2 separate regions of the Ovis aries genome follow, and region 2 is linked to region 1. Evidence: chromatin contacts called from public Hi-C data. All regions are on one chromosome and are shown on one strand. Each heading gives the region's core, a stretch centred on a gene start, on an enhancer-like site or on the middle of the called end of the contact. The rest is flanking DNA. Distances are from core to core; before and after follow the strand shown.

Region 1 (7,773 bases), core at 2,319-4,818:
ACTGCAATTTCACCAATTTAACTCAAACCATCAAGGTTTAAATGATTATCAAAGCAAATGATGCCCCCAACTGGCAGAAAGCTCATACCTAATTGACTGGCTTTCCAAAATATTGTTAGCCTAAACAGTTGATTTATCCAGATACTAAATGGAAAGAACCCAGCCACTAAAGGATATGTGTATTACAGAACCTAACGGGGGGCATAAAATTATTTATGGTAACCAAACCTGTTACCTTTCTTCACTGTTTTTCTAGGAATTCAGTTTACTGAATTCATTGAGTCAGCATTAAAATCTTTTGGTCCAAATCACTCCCACAAAATGTCTGTTTATAATTTATGCTGGAGATGAGAGATAGCTAGCTCAAAAGCAGGAGTGCAGAAGCAATAAGCATTTAAGAAAACAAAAAAACAAACTAGTGTAAGTGGAAAATAATCTACCTGTTTGGCACCATCCTATGAAGAACCAAATCAGAGTAGAATCTTCCCACATCCACCCCCACCACACACATCCACACACGACAGGAAGCTATTTCAGAAATAAAATTCATTCTAAGTCAAAGGCCTAAACAATTGCTGTTTTCAGATTCTATGCATGTACAACGTCCACCGACATAAATTGTATTGACATAGCAAATTACTTCAGTTGACATTCTTGGGGGGAGTAAAGCCATTAAACTCAAAAGCTTAGATATACACTGCTACTTTTAAATTAAAAATACAAAATAAAAACAACTCAGTTTTGTTACTGCAGAAAACAAACCTCTTATACAGAAGACTTTTCAATACCATCAAAATTTGATTAGTGTCATGATTATTCCACATTTCACTTACTTAAAACATTATTTTGACATAAAATGAAACAAACAGCTGTAAGTATTGACCCAAATTTTGAAATTCTTTGACATAAGAATACCACAGGCAAAAGTAAACAAATAAATACAAAACAAAACATTCTTACTTGTCCCATTGGTGGTCCTCCCATTGGGGGCATCATTTGTGGCATCATTCCATGAGGTACAGGAGGCATATTCGCTCTCTGACCCATAGGATGCATTCCCATTGGGGCATAATGCATGCCAGGGTGCCCCATCTGAAAAAGAGGGACAATTTAAAAATTTGCCAAGTTTCAATAAATGCTTCTCAAAAATCTGACTCCTACAAATCAGTTTTGTGCATGACATAATATTTGGCTAATGTTCGACTCAATTACTTAGCTTATACTTTCTTGTCTTAAATAAAAGAATCATACCAGTATTTATGAGCTTGAATTTGACCAAACTTCAGAAAAAGGAAAAATTAAAATCAGTACCGGACACCTAATTCATAGTTGTTCTTTTTTTTTTAAGAGCATGCTGATTTAATCAATTGCCAGTTGGCTTGCTAAACTGGGAGGAAATGCATGTGAAGGCCACTTTAACTGTTATGGTGAAAACCACAACTTTGTCCTACTTCACAGATATAAGATAGCCAACTATGTTTATTTTATAACGTCGCATTATCAAGTTCATTTCTAAGCTGATTTTAAGCTTTAGAACGCTGAAAATTTACCCAATTAACTGAGATGAGGGCTGATCTTATAAAAGACAGCGTCGGTACCCGGGGACACTTTACTCCTAACAAACAAACATATTATTTCCTAATGGAATCTCTAACACAGCTAAAATTACTTATGCAAAAAAAAATTTTCCCCCCAAAGACTAAGCTCTGTTATTTACGAACACTAAACGTAAACAACTAATTTAGGCACCTTAATGCGCTTTTTATAAGACAACTCCTTTTTTTACTTGTGTCCATTGTTCCAGGTCGTAAAACCAGGTAGTTATCTCCTGCCAATTCTCCCACCTATCCCCCTGCGGCGAACACCACTACTATTAGTTAAGATTCTGGCAGACTCTGTTAAAAGTCTACGGAAAAAGTCTCCGTCTCCGCCTCCCCCTCCCTGCTTAACCCGGCCTACCTCTCCAAAACGCTCACCCCGCCCTGGGCCCAGCACCTCCACCGCGCATCTGCCTAGGCCGAACCTACTGAGAACTTCCAGGGTCCCACTTCCTTTCCTTTGTGCATCCCCGCTCTCCATTTCTCTCCCTCGGAACAAATCCCACCATCTCGAGCTCTTCCTTCGTCCACTCTCATCTTCTTCTCCTTTTGGAGAATGCTTCCTGTCTCTCTGACTCCGCTTTTCATTGTGCCGCTTTCCCCCTGCCCCACCGCTCCCTTACCGAGGGCCGTCTCCTCAGGAAGCCGTCAGCAGAGACCCAAGAGCTGGAGCAGAGGCTTGAGCCGGACAATCTCCGCTCCCCGTCCCCGAGACCCCGCGAGGGAGGATGGTTCTCCATTTCACTCACCATGAGGCCTCCACGCTCGGCTCCCGTCCCCGGCCTCATCGTTGGGCTCAGACTGCTCCGCCGGCGGCCACTGCCGCTACACATACCAACAAGAAGCGATCTGAGTGGCTGGCGCCCAGTGGGGCCAAAGGTTAAAGGCTGCCCTGCGCTATGGGGCGGGATCAGCGGGGCCAGTAGGCTGACAGGCTTCCCTGCTGTCCAATCAGACTGCGTTGCTGACTCGCAGCTCTTTGGCGATTCGCCCCCAGCCTCACCCTAACTCAGCGTCGACTGCATGGAGTTGGGGGAGGGGGACGGAAGAAGTTTCTGCGCCGATTCCCCTGCAGGGAAAACCACCAACTTTCCCCGGGGAAGGGAAGACAACGGTGTCCCAGCTTCCCGAACTTAGACTGCCACACCCCGTAGGGGGTGGACCAGTGGAGGCCTGCCACCTTCAACACTCCCCCGTCCGAATTACCTATGCCCCACAACTCTGAGGCCGCCAGAGGTGGGATGGGATGGGGGTGGGGTAAGCAGCCTCTAGCGTTAGCCTTGACCAGGGCAGGAGCTTGCGCGCGGAACTACAGGCGGAGGAAGGGGGCGGGGCAAGCTAGAGGAGGGGTCGTTAGGAGCGGGTTCGAGCTCCTTACGCACCAGCTGGGCGGCGCGCGCCAGGGTGGGGCAGGGGTGGAGGCCTGCCCAGCGGCGTGGAGGAAAGTTGTGGTAGGGGCGGGGAGAACAATGTGAAAGGGAAACCTGTATTGGGCAGTTAAGGGAGATGAGGGCGCTAGGCGCTGAGCTTCCATTACTGAGGGAAGCCGAGGGAGAGTGCAGGTGCAGAGAAGATGGGAGAAAGCAAACAGGTTCGGGAATGTGTGTTGGCGGGCGCTAGGACCGGGCGTAGAGGAGGTGCGGCTTTGGGACTGCGAAGGCACGCGCTAGTTTAGAGGTGACGCGAAGGTGGCGGAGGTTTTTGGCGGAGAGACTAAACGCTGCACGGAGAGGAAACTCGGCTGCCTTGGGCCTCGGCTCGCCTTCCCTCGTACTGCTTGCGGGTAGTGCTCTGGTCCAGGGGCGCTCAGCCTCTCGTCGGCCCCACGGCACCTTCCTTGCCCCAGCACGCACCCCTGCGCGCCTGGGCCTAGTGGTGGAGGCCGCGGGGGGGCCAGGCTGCTCATTGGCTACTGCGACCGCGGGGCGGGGTAGGTGGGCGACGTTGGACCTCCGAGGGCCTGAGTGTCTTTCCCGCCATGTCGTTTGTGGAGAGCGGGAGGCGTTCGGCCCTTCTGCGCCGCCGGCCCGGCACCCCTGTCCCGTTCGCTCGACCTCCGTATTCAGTTTTCAGTCAGGGAGATAGCTGGGGTGAGGGCGAAGTCGAAGAGGAGGAGGGATGCGACCAAGTGGCCCGTGATTTGCGGGCGGAGTTCTCGGCCGGGGCGTCATCGAAACTCAGAAAGGACCCGGTACTCCGGACAGATGGGGACGGATCTCCGATTCTGCCCGATAAACGCAATGGAATTTTCTCGGCGGATGCGGGTGGTAAAGCCCTGGCTCGGCGTTGGCCGGTCCAGGTCCTCTCAATTCTCTGTTCGCTGCTGTTCGCCATCCTCCTTGCCTGCGTGCTCGCCATCACCTACCTGATCGTAAAAGGTACAGAAGGAAGCCCGGGCCTTGAAAGTCTATCCAGAGTTAACTTCGGTTGAGCCTGGACGTGGCCTTTGCCTTCATCGCCCTCTCCCCTATCGAAGCTGCAAGCTTGGTAGCTGGTTTCATCCGTACGCCTTACCCGCACTTTTCTTTGGTCTTCCCCTTTGTCTTCTCTTTTCTTAAAAGTAGAAGACTTTGGTCGGTGATCAAGAGGCCCATTTTAAGAAAGAGTCTTGATAGGTTGGTAGTCTTGAAGAAATAATGAAATCAGTGAACACTTGGGGATAAAATGTTGGTAAAATCAAGCAAAATGCAAAACAACTATCCTTAGAGGAAGGCGGTGAAAAGGGTAATCTAAAAAAGCTATACGAGTTCCACAAATGGCTAGAGGTGTACAGTCCACCTGTTCTGTACACATTGAGTTCCTAAAGAACAAGGATTTCCATTGCACAGCCCAAAATGTCTGCTGCTGCTAAGTCGCTTCAGTCGTGTCCGACTCTGTGCGACCCCATAGATGGCAGCCCACCAGGCTCCCCCGTCCCTGGCATTCTCCAGGCAAGAACGCTACTTAGGTAAAATAGTCCCTCTTGGATTTTGTACTAGGTTTGCAACCCAGTGTATTGGTGAAATTCTGTTGCAAACCAAGTCTGTTCTTTCTCTGATTAATGGTTTTACATTTCCGTGTCTGAAGTTGAAATACTGGCCAGGTTGAAATAGAAATATGCCTTGATAGGTTTTCCAGAACTCGTACAAATGTATTATGTGTTTGGATATTTTACCATAGGAAGAATCAGACCTGAGTTGAAACCTCAGTTCTGTGATTTTGGCTAAGTTATTGGGGAAAAAAACTACCTTAGTTGTATGAAAAGCACCCAACACATCACTCGAGTATTAGTTTTACTTCACTAAGTAGAATTAAATCTATTTAATTATAGTTTTTATTTCCCTCTTTGCTTCAGGCCCCTCATGAGCTGTTCATGGCATCTAACACCTCTCCTGGAGAAGGCAATGGCACCTCACTCCAGTACTCTTGCCTGGAAAATCCCATGGATGAAAGAGCCTGGTGGGCTGCAGTCCATGGGGTCGCTGAGGGTCGCACATGACTGAGCGACTTCACTTTCACTTTTCACTTTCATGCATTGGAGAAGGAAATGGCACCCCACTCCAGTGTTCCTGCCTGGAGAATCCCAGGGAGGAGGGAGCCTGGTGGGCTGCCATCTATGGGGTTGCACAGAGTCGGACACGACTGAAGTGACTTAGCAGTAGCAACACCTCTCCATGCTTGATTTTCATACAGAAGACAGATTGGCATGTTAATGTGAGAGTTTGACCTCTTCATACAATGGTACAGGGTGTAAACTGTCAGTGTTAAATATTTGGGTACCAGTGTTTCATTCCTCAACCACTCCCTTCCTCCATTTTTTCAAAGCAGCTCAGTTTTGTCTTGTAGGTAGTTATTTCTGTTTTACTCAGAGAGATTGCCTTTGTTCATAAAGTCATAAAACTTGGTAAGTGGAAGTGCATTGCAGGAGACCTTAAACTGTGTTTATTTTGGAGAATAAAGAGCTGAACTCAAAAACTAGTAATTTGCCTTGTATAAAATGTCTTGGGAATAGAAATTCCCATTTTAAATACATAGCAGTTGATCATAAAGACATCTTATTTGCTTCCTGAAAGTCACATAGCTAGTAAATGGAATCCAGGTTTGAACCTAGTTGTTCCCAGCTCCAGAGCAGTTTCCAGAACTCTGCGTCTTTCTAGCCTTTGCGTTTCTGTTCAAGTTATAAAATCATCTCTTTTTTGTATTTACAGAGTTACATGCTGAAAATTTGAAGAATGAAGATGATGTAAACACTGGACTGTTAGGTATGGACCTTACTGTCACTTGATTTTTGAGCTCACTGTTGTTTTTTATGTTTTAATGATATACAGGTTTGGATAAAATACTTAATATATTCCCTGTGTGGTGGTGGTTCACTTTTCTTCACTTGTATATGTATGTGGTATATTTCGTTAGACTTTCTTTTTATGTATATGTTTGTGTGTATGCCAGACACACTAGGAATATATTTTGAACACAACTGTATGTAACAGACCCAGAGAATACTTAACATTTTTTAGTTACCTTTTGCAAAAGCTTCTCTACACTTCTTTTGAGGAGGTAAACAAACATTTCCCCACAGACTTAACAAAGATAACATCTTAAGCAGGCCTCAGAAGTTTAAGTTCAAATCTCCTTATAAGCAACTTGGTTTTTTAAAAAATATGAAAAGTATTGGGTATACTTAACACAAGCTAGTTATGACCAGGGAAAAGACCTGAGTTTCTATAGAATGTCAGTAGAATGCTAGTTTACAGATTTGTAGTAAAAAATTCAGTTGTTATTTAATCTTTATTTTTCTCTGCCAAAATAATTGTGAAGAGTTCAGAATTTTACCTGTCTGGCATATTTTTCTCCTATTTGCTATAATTTATTTGGCTGATCACTTTGAATTGGGGATGAGGGTATGGGAAATGATTGAGAGCCTATCCCACTTGTTATTCCCTCTCCCAATCTTAGCTAACTATTTAAATTAGCTCTTCAAGCCTAATGTCCTCATGATTAGGACAACAGAGTCCACCTGATTTTGCCGAAAGGGAAGCTTTACATCTTCAAATTATGAACAGATTAGTTTGCTGGATGTCCCATGAAAACTTGTCTGTGCTTAACTTCTGGCATGAGAAAACACGTCCTTTTCAGTTGCTCATTTTGTTAGTGTGCCTCTGTGTTGTTAAACTGTTGCATCTCTAAAATCAACAGTGATCATAAGGCTTTTCATAGCATTTATTGATCTGTCAACTCTTGACTGAAAGGAACAGTATATAAGCCTAAATGCCTGTTAAGAAACTTAGTTTCTAAAGGAGCTGAGACACTGCTATGCTCATGCTTATTTCTGTGAAAGAAATGTTCATGGGGAGCCCCATTTATAGTTGTTTTATTTTATTTTATTTTTAATTTTAAAATCTTTAATTTTTACATGCGTTCCCAAACATGAACCCCCCTAGAGTTCCTGATGAGCATTGTTATCAGTGCCTTTGGGAGTTAATTGATCCTAATGGCTAACAGGATTAGGCTATTAGTGTTCATCTTAACTAGTGAGGTAGTCCCACCAAGGAGATGTGATTAATACTTGCGGTTGGCTTTGGAACTCATCTCCCCAAATCTTCCCTGGGTGGCATTGGAATCACACTGCAGAGTTCGTAGGGCTTTCCTTTTATAATTGTCCTGTAAGCCTATTTTTCAGATAAATTAATAAAATAAAACTTAAGGTCATTTAGTTGAAAATCACATTCCAGCCATTCCTCCTTGAAGTTATTTTCTGGCCAAATTGATTGCACTAATCATATATAACATTGAACTGTTTCATTTTCCACATTTGCTTTTCTTTCAGCATTTTCCCAAATTTTATCACGTTTCACAGTTAGTCCTATTTCCAATTTTTGCATTTTTTCCTTAGTTTTATAACTAGGAAAGTATAAGAAAGAATGATAAATGATTTTTTATTTGAGGCAAATCTGAAATAAGTGCATAAAATAATAGAAGGAATTGCCCTTAGCAGATACTCCTTAATCTGAGACTGTTGTTATCAAATGTAGTGCTAGTACTTTTACAAACACTGTAAATAGTACTATACGGAAATTGTAATCAGATTTTGTGGAGTTCCTTCAGTGTCTAAAAAAGGTTTTAAATTTAATCTTTGGTTCCTATGACATCTATTAGTTAGTAGTTACCTTTAAGTCTCTTTTGTGGCTAGGAGCAG
Region 2 (7,773 bases), core at 1,444-3,943, 520 kb before region 1:
AGAGAGAGAGGCTAGTGTCAACACTGGTACAGATAAAATGTATGCCTGAGGTCCTTGCCTTCTTTTCAGGGAAAATGACTGCTGTAAATAGAGGGAAAATATAAAGCATTGCCTATATTTCTAATATTGTATTTTTCACATTGTATTACAATTTTTTAAAAAAAATTTTTATTTCTTTTTCGCTGCTCTGGGTCTTTCGTTGCTGTTTGTGGGCTTTGTCTAGTGGTGGAGAGTGGGGGCTACGCTTCCTTGTGGCGCATGGGCTTCTCATTTGTGGTGGCTTCTCTTGTTGCAGGAGTTGCAGCTCGCAGGCTCTAGAGCACAAGCTCAGTAGTTGTAGCACACAGGATTAGCTTCTCCATCACATGTGGAACCTTCCTGGACCAGAGATCAAACCTGTATCTCCTGCATTTGCAGGCAGATTCTTATCCACCAGGGAAGTCCCTACAATTATCTTTTTATATGTGTACGAATCCACCATTAGAAAGAGAGTTGCTTGAGGGAACATAGTCTGTTTATTAAATTTGTGTCCCCAGAACTTAACACAATTTCTGGTGCACAGTAATCACTCAATGCCTATTTGTTAAATGAAAGGTAAACAAAGCAATGACAAAAAAGAAACAATGGTAATAAAAATCTGACTGAATCAAAGACAGCAGGTGAAAAGGACAATGACATTGCAAAGGAACATTCCTGTGGACATCGCAAGTTAAATAATGACTTGCGTGTCATATTACTTTACTTTCAAATTAAAGAAAGCTTTAAGCTTTCAAAGAGCAATATGTAATTTTCCTTCTATGATAGAGATATAAAGTCAATGTGAAATCCTAAATCATACCATTTTCTCTATTAATTCCAACCACTTGCCTAAAAGAAGTTTACAATCAAGCTTTCTATTTTATTTTTAAACTGTCTTTTGGATACTGACTTCCAGTCAGTCATACTTAAGTTAACAAATAAGTACCTGAAGCTTTGGCTGATGGCACTGCCCATTAAATAATCTATACATGGTTTTGTTCTGTTTTGTTTTTTTGTCTGAAGGGCAGTGCTTCTTTTATTACAGCAGTACTAAACTATGATCTACTAAACCATGTTGGAACCTCAGGAGCCACTGAGGGGAAGGTTTAGAAAAGCAACTAGGCTTACTTTCACTAGAGAAGTTTTCAATCAGAAAACAATAGGCTTCCATGAAAAATCTCCCTTGAAGAGTTCCACAATTTTTAAGTTTGAAAATCACTTGTCTTATTCTAGTTTGCTTTTTTCTTTTTTAAAACTGTGACAAAACAAAAGTCTTCACAACAACAATAAAAAGTGTAGGTCTCACTGCAAGGAAGAAGACATCATTAGGTACTCCAAAGGCAGAGGTTGTGAGCCTCAACGTGATGCTTCCGAGATTTATAACAGTCACCAATGTTAAACTACCAAGAGAAAAGCTGAATGAAATTATGGAATTACATACTTGAAAACCAAAAGGGTCAAAACATATAATATTTTCTAGCTCTCTGGAAATAGAAAATACTTATTAGACTTTTGAATAAGCACTTTTGAAATCACAAACCACAACAGGGCACTTTCTAGACTTTTCCCATAGTCAGAAAATTGTAACTATGAAACAGGTGCAATATTCTGTGATGTGCAATATTCAGTATGACTGGCAATTTTCAGCCATGCATTTCATTACACTAAATCCTAAAACTGTATCTACAGTTAACTGCTGCTACAAAAATATCAATATTTACTTTAGTCAGCTTCAGTTACTGCTTTTCTAATGCCACAAGTAAGTTCTCATACCCAGTTCATCTTTTTCTCACTCTATAATCACTGAAAACCTCTCAACAAGTAAAACATCAGGTGTTCTGGATTGTTCTGAAATCTTGGCGGTTTCTTTTTCATAACCTAATTATCTCGCTCCATAATCACTGACGACCCCTCAACAAGTAAAATATCAGGTGTTCTGGACTATTCTGAAATCTTGGGGTTTTCCTTTTCATAAAAGACAGAACACCTTATAGCACTTGCGCCATCCATGGGTAGAGTAACACTTCCAACTACCGTAAATAGTTGCTATCACGGCTTGGACGCATCTGGATATAAGCGAGGTAAAACACCTCCCTTCTACTGAACAGGAACAACTTTAAGTCTCTAAGTGTTGAGTGCCTTACACATCAGCGTCTGCTGCACCATTTCCTAAGCACGGGGCAGGGGGCTGCAGGGCCGGGGGACACCAGACTCAACCAGCTCTAGTGGGAGCTGAAAGTTTGTGTCATCAACTCCGTAATTGCTCAATTAGTGAAGTCTCCAGAGAGCCCCAGGCTCCTCCCTATTCCTGAGTTTGACGAGAGGAATGGTCCTTGTTCGAGGTCCCCAACCTCAGGTGGGCTGGAGACATGCCCCAGGCCGCTGAGGACGCGCCGAGGCTGCCCACCCTCTCAAAAAAATTCCTGGATGCCTATGAGCGGCGGCGCCGCCCCCTTTCCTAGGCTTTCCAGTTCCCAGAGTCGCCACCGCCCACTTTCTAACACAACAAACAACGGCCCAGGGCCGGGCCCAGCACTTACCCACATCTTGCTCGAAGGGGTTGGCGGTGAACAGAGGCATCTCGCCGGCGCCCGAGCCTTCGTCGCTGCGGTCACGCAGAGGCTCGGCAGCTGCTCGGGGCTGGAGGACCCGCCGCGGCGGCTTCCTAGACGTCTAGCTCGGCCCCGACCACGTCCCAGCACTTCCGCCACCGCATCTGCCCGGATCCCGCCTGATGGGCCAGCTCCCGGTCCGCGCTCCGCCCTCAACTCTCCTCCCGGGGAGAGGTCCCGCCAGCCGCGGGCATCTTCTCAGCGCTCCTGTGTCCGCCGCCCGCGCGGAGGAGGCGGCAGCCCTAGTCCGAAGTTCCAATAGGGGTTAGGCAGCCGCCGCGGCCACCTGTCCATGGCTAGGACCCGGGCAAGCCACGGAGCAGGGGACCTTCGCGGCCGGAAGTCGTCGCGCCTGGGACTGGGCGAAGCCAGAGGCCCGGAAGTTGCACTGCCGGAGGCAGCTTTTCTAAGGGTACGGTCGTCCGGGGTTCTCAGCCTAGGGCTGCGGGTTCAGACGACCAAGCTCTCTCCAAATTGGTTCCTTTCTAAGCTGTGGTGCCACACGGCTTTGGGGCCGCGGCTGCGTTCGCGTCACAGTCCCGTTGCCTTGGAAACGGAAGGAGCCTTGGTAGCGCAGAGTCGGCCAAGGGTTTGGTTCCGCCCATAGCGCTTGCAGGGCGGCACTCTCCGGCGCCTAAACCCCTCGGGAATAACCACCCTAGAAGCAGCGGCCGAAGTAACAATGGCTCTGTGCCGACTCCTGTCTTTTCTCTTTCCATCGTGGTCTTGCCATGAGAATACTGCTGGACTCAATTTAGTTCAATCGCTCAGTCGTGTCCGACTCTGCGACCCCATGAACTGCAGCACGCCAGGCTTCCCTGTCCATCACCAACTCCCGGAGTTTACTCAAACTCCTGTCCATGGAGTCGGTGATGCCATCCAATCATCTCTTGCTCTGTCATCCCTTTCTCCTCCTGCCTTCAATCTTTCCCAGCATCAAGGTCTTTTCCAATGAGTCAGTTCTTCGCATCAGGTGGTCAAAGTATTGGATTTTCAGCTTCAGCATCAGTCCTTCCAGTGAATATTTAGGACTGATTTCCTTTAGGATGGACTGGTTGGAACTTCTTGCAGTTCAAGGGACTCTCAAGCGTCTTCTCCAACACCGCCGTTCAAAATAATATATATCATAATATATTAGGGCCAATAAATTATTAATATATAAAAAATTCCTAGTATGTCTTGGGACTTTACTGGTGGCTCGGTGGTTAAGAACCCGCCTGGAATACGGGAGAAACGTAGATTCCATCCCTGGGTTGGGAAAATCCTCTGGAGGAGGAAATGGCAATTCACTTCAGTATCCTGGGAGATACCATGAAGAGAGGATCCTAACAAGCTATAGTCCATGGTGTCTCAGAGTTGGAAAAGACCGAGAAACTAAATAATAAACAACTATATAATTTACTTACTATGTTATCTCTCTCTTTAGAATATAAACTCCATGATTATTTTTGTTCCTTGCTGTATCCCCAGCATTTAAAAGTGTCCAGCACCTAATAAATACTTTTCAAATAAAGCTCAATAAATACCTTTCAAATGCAACTAAACAGTACTTGGCAACTACCAGTAAACTTAAGCCATTAGTTGAAGTGTGGACCCTACTAGAGCTTCCAATTTATTAATGATTATTTTTTTTTAATCTTAAAATGACTTCAATATTTTAACAACGGGCCAAACAAAACCATTTTACAACCTCTGGTATAAAGATTTGAAACAAAGACGAGAACCTTTATACATGGCATAGTTCAGAAAAGTGGTTGCATTTTGTATCATAAAGATAGGTTAACAAATAAGGAGGAAACATTTGCAGGTGAAGAGAAGCTGATTTTCAAAAACATTGAACCTAGGATGTTCAAAATATATCTGGAGATTTTCTAGGTGGATTTGTCTGGGATTAAGACAGTGTTGGAATGGAAAATGAGACTAGATAGACATAAGAGGAAACATAGGAAAGAGCCTTAAGGAGCAAGTTAAGAATTTTTAATTTTATCACTGAAGGCACTAGATGATCATTTGAAGATTTTGAGCAGCAGAGGAGTACACAAAAAGTTCCCAGATACTCACCTGACTGCATTGTGCATGATACACGTTAAGAAGCAGGCCAGACAGCTAGTTTAGGAAGCACTTGAAGAAGAGATTTTTTAGAGGAGACTGTATTGAGATAAGAGCAAAGGGCTGAGAATTCACCTTTGGAAAGTATTCACATTTTAAAGAGATTCCTTAACTCTTCCACATCTTTAATAGCAAACATGCTTAAGAATCTCTAGGTATTTAATTATCTGTGCCAAGTAACTCCAGTCTCTTGGTGAATCCAATTAAAAAAATATCTAATAGTCACTGAGATCCAGACCCTGTATTAGAAACAGGGAGATACAAAGAAAGCTCATTGTTACTTCACCTAATGAAGTTAATGAAGCACTAAAAGATATGTCAGTGGCAGTCCACAAGTTCAGGTGTGCAAAATTTCTGTAGTACAACCTCTTTTGAGCCCTAGTCTCCCTGATAACAAAATGATCTCATCAATTTCAGTTGAATTCAGTCTAGGGTTTTTTGTTAACTGTTGCTGTTATTTTAGGTTTACACTCTACAAATCTATATTTTTAATTCACACCACTTTCTCTGAACATATAACAAAATCTATCCCCAGGTATGTTCTTCCAATTCTGCCAGTACAAATTTGGTGAATAACTCTTTTTATTCTATAAAAGGGTCAGTGCTTCCCCAGTCAGGCCATGAAGAAGAGAGGCACTTGAAACGACGCTAGTTATTGGTCTAGAAACACTAAAGAGGGTTGTGGGAATATTTTTTTTTCTCCCTTGCAAAAGATTAAGGAACATGACCTCTTTTTAGTACTTCAGAAAATAAGGATTGAGGTAAGCAAAGAAAGCTGTGATTTGGTTGGTTCTGGATCCAAAGGGAAATCTTGAGAAGGGAAAGTTGCATCTTGGAAGGCATCTTCCTCAGATGGAGCTTCTCCATGGTCTTCAGGCTACGGGAGCCACTGTACTCTAGAAGGGTCAAGCACACCACTTCTGTGGGTCCAGGATACTGAGGTAATCTATCAGCTCGGAGTTTACAGAGTATCCACCCAGATATCCCCATCATCCTCGGTGTCTGGGGCTCATCCTCTCCCCTGCAGGGCCCTGACGTTAGTCTCCACTCTGTTCTGCTGCTCTCACAGCTGGGCCTCCCTGCTGGCTCAGATGGTAAAGAATCCACCTGCAGTGTGGAAGACCTGAGTTTGATCCCTGGGGTGGGAAGATCTGCTGATGGAGAGAGTGGCAATCCATTCCAGTATTCTTGCCTGGAGCATCCCCATGGACAGAGAAACCTGGCAAGCTACAGCCCATGGTGTCTCAAAGAGCTGGACACAACTGAGCAACTAAACAGACTCTCACAATTGCATCCCAGGTGACTCAGTGATAAAGATCCTGCCTGCCAATGCAGGAGATGCGGGTTCAATCTGTGGGCTTGTGTATTTTTGAAATAAAATTTTTATTTTCAAATAATTTTAGATTTACAAGAAAGTTACAATGATAGTACAGAGAGGTTTCATTTATTTCTCACTCCTTTCTCCTGTGGTTAACATCTTATATTTCCATAGTAAATTTGTCAAAACTAAGAAACTAACATTAGTTCATTACTATTAACTGAACCCCAGATTTGTTGGGATTTTACCATCGTTTACATTAATGGCCTCTTTTTTTCCCCAGAATCCAATTCTGGTGTGCCAGATGTCCCCAACCTCACCACCAGGTTTAATGATTCACTGGGACTCATAGGATTCAGCATATAGTCACCTTCATGACTGTATTTTTTTTTTTTTTTTACAACTAGAGGGTATAAAGCAGAATAAGCAAAGGGTAAAGGTACATAGGGTAAAGTCTGGAGTATGGGCTTCCAAGAGTCCTCTCTCAGGGGCAGCACACAGGACTTGCCTAAATCAACCCAAAACATGTATGAAATGTCATCTGCCAGGTAAGCTCATTGCAAATTCAATGCCCAGGGGTTTTTTATTGGGGACTAGCCACACAGTCACCTTCTACCTAATACCCACCCATACTTTCAGCCTCTCAGAGGGAAAGCAGATGTTCAGCATAAACCATATTGTTTGTACAAACACTTCAGGCACCAGGAGTCATCCTTATCAGGGATATTATGGCAACTTTCCCCAAATCTAAGTTCCCAGATGCCCTCTTTTTTAAAATTTATTTTTTATTGAACTACAGTTGAATTACAATGTCATGTTGATTACTGCTGTACAGCAAAGTGACTCAGTTTTATACACACACACACACACATTTTTTTCATAGTCTTTTTCTTTATGGTTTATCACAGGATATTGAATATAGTTCCCTGACTATACAATAGACCTTGCTATTTATCCATTCTACATGTACCAGTTTGCATCTGCTACCCCCACACTCTCAATTCAATCAGCTTCCACCCTATTCCCCCATGGCAACTACCAGGCTATTCTCTATGTCCCTGATTCTGTTTCTGTTTCATAGATTCATTTGCGTCATATTTTAGACTCCACATATAAGTGGTATCAATATTTGCCTTTCTTTTTCTGATTTATTTCACTTAATATCATAATCTCTAGTTGCTTTTTTTTAAAATGTAACTATAATTGACTTACAATACTGTGTTAGTCTTGGGTGTACAGCTTCAGATTCTTATCTGTTAGTATAGGTTACGACAAGATATTGATTATGGTCACTTGCACTATACAATAAATCCTTGTTGTTGATTTACTTAATGTAATGGCATGACAAGCAGGCCTTTCTAAGGACTGCAGTCTCAGACCTGCTATGCTAACCCTTTTCTGCAAACAGGAGTTTCACAATTCACACAAGTTGTTACACCTCCCCTAGACTCCTCAGATTTGTGACAGTCTCTCGGTCTTTCCCTGCTTTTCACAACCTTAGCAGTCCTGAGAAGTGCTGACTGGATATCCTGTAAACCATCCCTGAATCTAAGTTTGTCTAATGTCTTTCTCATGCTTAGATGAGTGTTGTGGGATTTTGGAAAGAAAAGCACAAAGGCAGAGTGTCCTCATCACATTACTGTAACGAGTACATGATATCTGGTGATGGTAACTTTTAGCACTTGGTAAATGCAGCCAAGTTTCTCCACTTCAAAG

What was found. Hi-C and Micro-C count contacts between places; a contact is called where the count stands out from the background.
Region 2: a contact with region 1 is called in a Hi-C map of hypothalamus, with 2.5 times the contacts expected there. The contact joins the promoter of STAM2 here to the promoter of ARL6IP6 in region 1. A contact is called at or near these places in 2 of 16 Hi-C or Micro-C datasets (hypothalamus and tail adipose tissue).

The regions. Positions count from the first base shown.
Region 1 is chr2:156,898,491-156,906,263 of ARS-UI_Ramb_v3.0, reverse strand. ARL6IP6 (ADP ribosylation factor like GTPase 6 interacting protein 6) reads left to right here and starts at 3,568. Exons shown (of 4, transcript XM_060409926.1): 1 at 3,568-3,976; 2 at 5,786-5,839. The coding sequence starts at 3,577. PRPF40A (pre-mRNA processing factor 40 homolog A) reads right to left here and starts at 2,453. Exons shown (of 25, transcript XM_027964951.3): 1 at 2,348-2,453; 2 at 961-1,092. The coding sequence starts at 2,431.
Region 2 is chr2:157,419,687-157,427,459 of ARS-UI_Ramb_v3.0, reverse strand. STAM2 (signal transducing adaptor molecule 2) reads right to left here and starts at 2,693. Exons shown (of 16, transcript XR_009599338.1): 1 at 2,559-2,693.